Linked DNA regions of Danio rerio: region 1 is linked to region 2. A link is a contact called in public Micro-C data. All regions are on one chromosome and are shown on one strand. Each heading gives the region's core, a stretch centred on a gene start, on an enhancer-like site or on the middle of the called end of the contact. The rest is flanking DNA. Distances are from core to core; before and after follow the strand shown.

Region 1 (5,058 bases), core at 1,306-3,805, 130 kb before region 2:
TGTGTGTGTGTGTGTGTGCGTGCGTGCGTGCGCGCGTGTGTGTGTGTGTGTGTGTGTGTGTGTGTGATTGAGTGGATGAGGCTTTTGTTTTTGAAAGATAGTGCAGTTGTTGTGGAAAGAGTGCCCACATTAACTGTCTCCAGTCTTTTTTGATTGGCCAATTATTGCAAGAGTGTTTATCATTGTCACTGCTATGAAGATGAGCTACAAATGATTAAATGTAAAGAAAATAAAAAATAAATCCCTAAATCTTGTATTATAAATTAATAAAAACATTTCAAATAATAATTTGGTGTTCCTGCGTCTTTTAAAGTTGTTTAGTAATTTAATTTAATGAACCGTAAAGACTTTGTACTTACTGTATGATGTTTTACTCTAGGTGTGGCCAAACTTGGTCCTTAAGGGCTGTTGTCCTGCAGATTTTAGCTTCAGTTTGCTTTAACACACCTGCCTGGAAGTTTCTTGTATATCTAGAAGGAGCTTGATTAGCTGGCTCAAGTGTGTTTGTTTGGAGTTGGATTTAAAATATGTAGGACACCGGCCCTCCAGGACCAAGTTTGAGCACCCCTATTCTAGATCAGTGTTTCCCAAACCTGTTCCTGAAGGCACACCAACAGTACATAATTTGCATGTCTCCCTTATCTGATCTACTCATGTCAGCTTTCTTCTAATGTTCTGAGGACTTGATTCAGATGTGTTTGAATAGTAGGAAAATGTTCTGTTGGTGTGCCTTCAGGTTGGGCACCACTGCTCGAGACTAATGATAAAATTCAAACTATACACTCACCGGACACGTTATTAGGTGCACCTGAATAACTGCTCATTAACGCAAAATTCTAATCAGCCAATCACATGGCAGCAACTTAATGCAGTTATGCATGTAGACATGGTGAAGATGATCTTCTGCTGTTCAAACCGAGCATCAGAATGGAGAAGAAAGGTGATTTAAGTGACTTTGAAGGTGGCATGGTTGTTGGTGTCCGATGGGTTGGTCTGAGTATTTCAGAAACTGCTGATCTGCTAGGATTTTCACGCACAACAATGTCTGGGATTTACATGGAATGGTCAGAAATAGAGAAAATATCCAATGAATGACAGTTCTGTTGGCCCAAATGCCTTGATGTCAGAGGAGAATGACCAGGCTGGTTCAAGCTGATAGAAAGGCGACAGTAACTCAAATAACCACTCATTATAATCGAGATATGGAGAAGAGCATCTCTGAATGCACAACACGTCGAAGGCTCACCAAAATTGGACAATCAAACATTGGAAAAACGCTGCCTGCTCTTACGAGTCTCTATTTCTGCTGCGACATTCAGATGGTAGGGTCAGATTTTGGTGTCAGCAACATGAAAGTATGGATTCATCCTGCCTTGCTGGTTGGTGGTGGTGGTGTGATGGAGTGGGGGATATTTTATTGCTACACTTTGGGCCCATTAGTACCAATTGAGAATTGTGTCAATGCCACAGCCTACCTGATTAATACTGCTCACCATGTCCATCCCTTTATGACCTCAGTGTACCCATCTTCTGATAGCCACTTCCAGCAGGACAAACCTGCAGTATCTGCATCTGCAGTAAATCTGCGTGATTATATCATGTTAATATAGACTAAAATTTCTGAGGAGTATTTCCAGTACCTTATTGAATTTATGCCACGAAGAATTAAAGCAGTTCTGAAGGCAAAATGGGGTCCAATATGGTACTAGTTGTACCTAACAAAGTGGCCGGTGAGTTTCTTGCAGATTTCCGTTGCAAACTTGACCAAACACACCTGTCAGTAATTATCAAGAGCTGATAAATGGTTCAGGTGTGTTTGATCAGGGTTGTTTGACCTGAGTTCTGCAGGAAGGTAGCTCTCCAGGAATAGGGTTATTGACCCGCCCTTTACGTCATCAAGTGATCTGGTTAAATGTGCCTGACTATTTGGGTTATAATTTGTTGGCACTTTGAACGACATTTTAGTGGATATTCTCTGTAAGTTATGGTGTAAATCACCGTCAAATGTACTAGAAAGCTTCTTTTTTAAACCCTTTTCGTCATTGACCCTTGCTACTGAGCTATTGTATCTTCTAGCATAGTAGGCTATAAGATATGATGCACTTTGTTTCTTGTGTCGTTCACTAAGACGAAAATAAATAAGAGATTTTGTCACGTCGAGGCTTTCTTAAAATAATCAGCAGCTCTTTTGTTTGTGTAGTGTCGTGGTTCTGCCTTTAGATGGCGACGGGGCTCCAGTGCTCTGACGGGTTCTTCTGTGACGCGATCCTGCACTGTGTGCTTCCCTTTCATTTGTAGGCTTCACTGATCACCAACTACCCCGTTTGTTAAGGAAAGCAGCAGTAGTTTCTCAAATACTGATTAAATAATACGCCAGCATATACATTATTATTACTACATACCATTGTTTTCATGATTGCATGCACCCTGAAATTCAAATATACTTTTTATAATCATGACCATCAGTTTCCGTTGAACAGCAGGTTCAGTAGCGTGACCCTTAACACTGCTTTCCTCTTTTTAACAGTCGCAATGAGCCCTGATTTATTATAGACCTTTTCTCGTTTAATAAAAATTTCCTTCTGTTTTTGAACAGTGCTTTCATGACTTATTGTTGAGGCATGTCCAGCTTTCCAGTTGACGTTGGCAGGGAACTGAAGGAAGAAGAAATGTCCAGATCTTGCACTCCAGCACACGGACTCTTAATGGCTTTATAGTGAACTGTTCGTGTGGTTTGGGCCTGTTTTTTATCGCACTGTGCCACGCAATCATAATAAAGATGAGTTACGAGACACAGAATGAACGACTAGGTGCTTATATCTGCTGAATATACAATTAACAACTTACTCGTAATATTTAAACCTTTTAAAAGATAGTAACGTTATTAAGAAACCTTTTTTATATTCTCTAGGGTTCACCGAGCTACATTTTGAAAAAAAAAAATGCAATTAAAGCAGTATATTACCCTTCTATATTATTCATTTTAGCTTATACTGCCTCCTAACAGAAACATGCTAGTAATGTGCTAATTAGCATATAAAAGCATGCGAGCAACAACTATACATAACCTAAATAAAACTATAACCTACTAAACATGTTATATTAGCTAAGACATGTACCTACTAAAGGCCTAGTAAACAAGTTGATTTTAGTATAAAAATGCGAACAATGCGTTAAAATAGTACAAATAAAAATGGTTTATTATTTTGTTTCTCTTTCTTCCTTCCTTCCTTCCTGTTCTTTTGTTCCATTAGTTTCAAACACTGACTAGTGTCTGTGCAAACAAAAGTGTGTTCCTGTGCAAAGCTAATTTAACTCTGTGGTGGTAAAAGTCCTTTAGAAACTCTTCATCGAACATTCTCATTTGATGCTCATGAAACATTATTATTTTTAATGTAAAAACTTACTGTACTGCAGCTACTGCTTAATATGTGGAAGCCATTATGTTTTCTTTCTTTCAAGAGCTACTAAAATTCTTACAGAACCAAACTTTTGGACTATATGTGCTTATCTTTCATTTTTGGCCACCCAACCTCCAGCTGAAATCACTTCATTTGATTTTTCACAAGCCGCTAAAACATTTTTACACGTTTGTTTATTAACTTTAGCCACTGGTTATTTTTTTGCCTAGCCCTAATTGTGAACAGCACCACTTTACAGTCAGTCTGAATCCCGTCAATCTTCGAGGCTTTGGCTGTAATAATATACTTAACCTGCGTGAGTTCAGCCCTCTGTTGCTTGTTATGTGTGAAGGGATGGATCGGGTCCAGGGTTCACCTAAACACAAAGCACCACTAATGGTTTAGCAGCAAGTCTCGTGGGGGATCGGAAAGAAATGGTGAGAGCAGCTGCCTCACAACTTAAACCTCTCTCTTCATCCTTCTGTTTGGTTTTAGGGGTCAAACACAACTATGTGCTGGTCAGTGAACTTGGTGTGATCTGTTTGACCCCCAGTTTAACCTGTTTTTCCAAGGAGCTTTATATATATCATGATATGACAACTACAAATTTGTTTTGTGCTAGAGATATAGTGGCATTGATGAAAATAAGCAGGTGATGTGATTGGTCAACATTTAAAGTTGTCCTAAATTTTACTATGGCAAGAATGTGTGTTGTTCAATAGTTTTAACTCGGCTACTTTGACAGTTCTGATCCACCTTAAATACTACTGTAAAGACTTCTTAAATCAAGACACAATACGTTGTCAAAATTCTACACACAATACCTCATGATGACAAGTGAAAGTGAAAAAAATTTTTTTTAATTGTTACAAATTTATTAAAAATAAAACACCTGAAAAATCACATGTACATAAGTATTTATAGCCTTTGCCGTGAAGCCCTAAATTGAGCTCAGGTACATTTTGTTTCCACTGATCATTCTTGAAATGTTTCAGCAGCTTAATTGGAGTTCACCTGTGGTAAATTCGGTTGACTGAACATGATTTGAAAAGGCATAAACCTGTCTATATAAGGTCCCAGGGTTGACAGTGCATGTCAAAGCACAAACTAAGCATGAAGACAAAGAAATTGTCTGTAGACCTTTGAGACAGGATTGTCTCAAGGCACAAGTGAAAGTTGTTTGGAACCACCAGGACTTTTCCTAGAGCTGGCCAACCATCTAAGCTGAGTGATCGGCGGAGAAGGACCTTGGTCAAAGAGGTGATCATTGACCAATGGATGGTGGTCATTCTGTCTGAGCTCCAGTGTTCTTCTGTGAAGAGAGGAGAACCGTACCGAAACACTACCATCTGTGCAGCAATCCACCAATCAGGCCTGTGTGGTAGAGTGGCCAGACGGAAGTGACTCCCCGCCTGGAATTTGCCAAAAGACATTTGAAAGACTCTCAGACCATAAGAAACAAAATTCTCTGGTCTGATGAGACTAAAATTGAACTATTTGGAGTGAATGCCAGGCATTACGTTTAAAGAAAACCAGGCACCGCTTATGACCAGGATAATACTATCCCTACAGTGAAGCATGTTGGTGGCAGCATCATGCTGTGGGACTGTTTTTCAGCAGCAAGAAGTGGAAGACTAGTCAGGATCGAGGGAAAGAT
Region 2 (4,572 bases), core at 412-2,911:
TCTGCATCATTTAAAATCTTCTTAAAGTGGCTATTTTTGTATGTTCGTCAATGTGCAATCCATAAAATACATTTAAACATCTGCAGTGGTGTGTAATGTGAATGTAAGTAGCTTAATTTAACGATTTACAGTATGCTTCCCTACTTATAATTGGCACAAGGACACACTCTAGTGATTGGGCAGGATTGTGATGTCATCCCGTTTCTAGGTTACCTCTTCCTGGAGTTTCATCAGGAGGCTTCTGCTCTCTCACCATGATGGATCCTTTTTATAATCCACACATCCCATGTAAACACAGCTAAAAAAAAAAAAAAATTCTTATAAATTACATAGCATCCATATTTTCTTTTTAAACCATTTAACGTATATGACATTATTTGATTAAATATGATACTCTTACTTTTTATTAGATTAAATAAACTATTATTTAAAAACATTTTGCTTTAATCAATATAATTTAACCCCCCCCCCACACACACACGAAGATCAATCGAATTTATAAATCCAAAATGGCGTCACGAATATTGAATATTGGCATCCATTTGGTTCAGTATAAAACATCCATTAACATAACGTTAAAGATAAAATTACCAGAACACTTGGTACCTGAAACCATAGATATATACATTAGATGTCGCCTGGCCTATTGTTGTCTATTGGACGGAATGTGTCAATAGCGCCGCCATCTTGCTACAGGGTAGCGCTCCTTTGACATAAATGCGGGACCAAGGTACTGTGAAGGACTGTGGCCATCCACAGCCAGAGATATACACATATACACATATATCTATGATCGGGAGTTTTCCTGGATGTTCGTATGTAATTTTTTTTTTCCTAATTACGAAAATTATAATTTTACATCACTTTTCTACATTGATGGATCGGTGACCGCACGTGCATTCCTGACAAAAAAAGCTTGTGTTTGTGTGTACAGAAATGTACTATCCACCCTGCCTGTTAAATTTGATCTAATTATGTCCTGAAAAACAGCTCCTCTCCTGCTTTCACTTCTCATAATGACGGAGGGAGCGATTTGTTTGTGAATGAATCCCCCAAACGGCTCTTTCACTAACGTTAGCCGACAATAATACAGTTTCCGGCAGCGCAGCATCTCGTTGTCATATTTCTTTTGCATTGTTTGCTGATTTTATTCAACAAAACTAGCATAAGCCGAGTGTTTAGTGGGAGTTGGAGCTGCTTTGCCGTATGGTGAATGCAGTAAGTTACTGTTATCATCAATAACGTTACCTGATTAGCACAAAAGTTCAGAACATACAAAAACAGAAAAATACTTAATATTACCTATAAAATGTTTTGCCTTTGTGCTTTGTTTTCTTTGTTTGCTCGTTACTACACCCGTAGACAGCGCTAAAGTCCCGCATCTTCACGTAATGTCTTGACTAGTGCGGTTGAATGACATTTGTCCTGGGAGCACTGTACCACTGTGGCGGCGCTATTGACGCATGCTCAGGGTCCCTATGCAATATTTAGTGTATATATCTATGCCTGAAACCACAGCAAAACACATCGAGTCACGTAAATGTTACGTAATACGAATACGGCGCACACCCGGAAGTAGTCGCGACAGATTGTTGTTGCTATGGATGAAGCGTAGCCGCTATATTAGACAGTTATTCCATGGCAGCCATTTAACTTACATGCTAGTTAGTACTGCTTGACCAACAGTATGCAAGCTTAACTTACCTATCCGACAAGCTTATGTTTTCGAGTGAGCAGCCGCTGGATTCAAAACAAGAGCTAACTTAATGTTGTGACATCTGAATGTGATTCAAACCTGCTCATTCGCTTGTGTCCGGTAAGTCCACTGAGGATATTTCGAAAATCCAGAATTCTGTAGCATGTATGAGATGTGTGTGGTGTGCTATGAATTGGTCAAATGGCCCCGTAGTTTAAGCTCTGAGTATGTAATTATTACTGTAAGTCTTGTTTCTTTGACTTTAGTTCTAAAGAAAGAACCTCTGAATATCTGCTTGGCCTTGTAACTTAATAGTTCACTGTGAATGTTGAACGCATTTGTTTATTATTACCCAACTGTGACCATGTGACTTCGTTGTACAGCGTTCATAGTGCCCATGTCAAGATGTCTGTGGAGCTGGATGTTTTTGTTGGAAACACCACCATTATGGACAAAGAAGTGTATCAACTGTGGCTGAATGGATATACAGGTAGAGTATTGTTGTGTATGAGATCATATTCACCATAAAACCTGTTTGGAAATCTATTTTAAATACAGTTCTGACAGAAAAAAGAGACAACTGGAAAGTTATCATGAAACAGTAATGAAATTTGAAATTTCGAAGACACATTTTAAGTTCTTTGTAATATAAAACACATATGAGCATCATTAGTTTCAGTGTCCTTGACTTTTATAGGGCAAGTTCTTGAGTATGTCAGTCGAGTCTGGGGCAGGCTACCTAAAGGTCTTTGAGGAGAACCCAAAACCGATGCTGTCAGATAAAACAGTTGCATCCAAAATTATTAAACCACCTGAATTATTAGCCCTCCTGTTTGTTTTTTCACCTAATTTCTATTTAACGGAGAGAAGATTTTTTTCAACACATTTCTAAACATAATAGTTTTAATAATTTATTTTTATTAACTGATTTATTTTATCTTTGCTATGATGACAGCACACAATATTTTACTAGATACTAGAAAAGAAAAAGCTTAAATTGGCTATTAATATTGACCTTAAAATGGTTATTAAACATTTAAAAACTGCTTTTAATCTAGCCGAAATAAAACAAATAAGTCTTTCTCCAGAAGAAAATATATTATCATACTGTGAAAATTTCCTTGCTCATAACATAATTTGGGAAATATTTAAAAAAGAAAAAGTTTTTTTTAAAGGGGGTTTAATAATTCTGATTGCAACTGTAGGTATTCCGATTTCACTACTGCATTGTTTCCTGCCTAACGCTCCAGTGTTATCCTATCTTATTCGGCGAAATAAGACATTTGCTGTACCCAGGAGTAAAACTAAACATCAGGAACTCTCCTCTATTTCTCATGCTCTGAAATAGTTTTATTATATAACTTAATTCATAGTGTTTTATGTTAAAGATGCTGCAATACCCTGTCCTGTTAAATAAAAAAACTCAAAACATGACAATATTAATTGTATTTTTTAACTGTATAATGAGAAAAAATGTCCTATTTTGATGTCCACAATAAATTTTATTTACTAAGATTTTCTATTCACAGAAAGGGTATTAAATGCAATTAAATTGTCCAATTTAGTGTTCCAAGTACATTTTGTGATGATACAATTTCAAAATATGGGTCAAATAATGTTCCACCTTGATTCAGCAACAGATGCACAGTATATATGTAAACAATGGACTTATTCTTTTTTAAAATAACTTTCTCTATTGTTTTTTTTTAAACATTCATACACATTGACTTACAAACTTGGTCCAACAAACATTTACACAACAATTTACAATAAAATATACAATATACCAGAGATGCCTAAACTATTTGGCCCTCTATCCCATCTGATAAGAGAGGGAGAATGTTGGAATTTTGTGGAGAATGCTTTTAACAGAGATTGTCATTTCTAATTTAACATAACTGTTGAGCTACAAAAAGCAAACTGAAACTAAATGTTTCAATGAAATGTTGTGAATGAATCAGATAAAATAAATAAATAAATAAAAACAGTCACTTGATGGATAGTAGACATTGCAGAAGACATTAGCAAGCGAATCAAGGCAAAGTGTATTTTTAGTGTTATAAATGGGATTGTCCATGTTTTTTGTTGTTGTAAGACATTCATTCATTATAAAATGTAAAAAAATGTATACTAATTATACAAAGTAATTTAAATGTAATAAATTATAGTATCAAATAAATTATATAATGATTTATAATAATAAATTAGGAAATTACATTGACAACTTTTACAGTTTGGTATATTTATCTGTAGCTCACCACCCTCACCACCCCCAGTTTTGGCCCTTCTTAAGAAAAAGTTTGGGCACCCCTGCAATATACAAACAATACATAAAAAAATAATAGATAAATAATCTATTAAGTAAATAATAATAAAATACTGATCTTCAGTTGTATTTAAATTAGTGTAATCCTCTTCAATTTAACTATTTCCTGTAGATTTTATGTCTTTAAAAATAATCTATGAAAGGTTGCCAGATTTGGTAGAATTTATAATCTTTCTTTTTTTGGGAGAATTTAATTTTCTAAAACTGACTGAATCTAAAATTATGAGAAATATTTTGTCTCAAAATAGGTTAATCTGCTGTTTTGAAAGCATAGCAAAGTGTAAACATTTTTATAATTAGTATTTGAGAGCTTTAAATCTTTTAATAGTTACTTTTAATAGTAATCATCTTTTATTAATCTTTAAATAATCAAATAATACTTGTTAGTATGTATGTTTGGTATATTATCTATCGCACAAAATAGTTTCTGTGATCTAAACACTGATTTGTTGTACTGAATGACATTTTAGTAGGTTTCTTTACTTAATAAACCGAAATGATGATAGATTAGATTTGATTCACCTTAATTGTCATTACACATATACAAGTA

What was found. Hi-C and Micro-C count contacts between places; a contact is called where the count stands out from the background.
Region 1: a contact with region 2 is called in a Micro-C map of caudal fin, with 2.4 times the contacts expected there. The contact joins the enhancer-like site here to the promoter of fibpa in region 2. A contact is called at or near these places in 2 of 18 Hi-C or Micro-C datasets (caudal fin and an unstated tissue).

The regions. Positions count from the first base shown.
Region 1 is chr14:35,356,033-35,361,090 of GRCz12tu, reverse strand. It overlaps a transcript of ubl3b not described here. Among named protein-coding and RNA genes, the nearest start is that of ubl3b, 24 kb to the left of the region's middle. Within about 2 kb of position 2,555, at least 14 of the 62 cell types and tissues checked have an H3K27ac peak or open chromatin away from gene starts, as enhancers often do. A contact at or near this core is called in caudal fin, where this site is marked.
Region 2 is chr14:35,227,234-35,231,805 of GRCz12tu, reverse strand. It overlaps fibpa (fibroblast growth factor (acidic) intracellular binding protein a), which reads left to right and starts at 1,661. Exons shown (of 11, transcript NM_200409.1): 1 at 1,661-1,816; 2 at 2,080-2,186. The coding sequence starts at 2,102.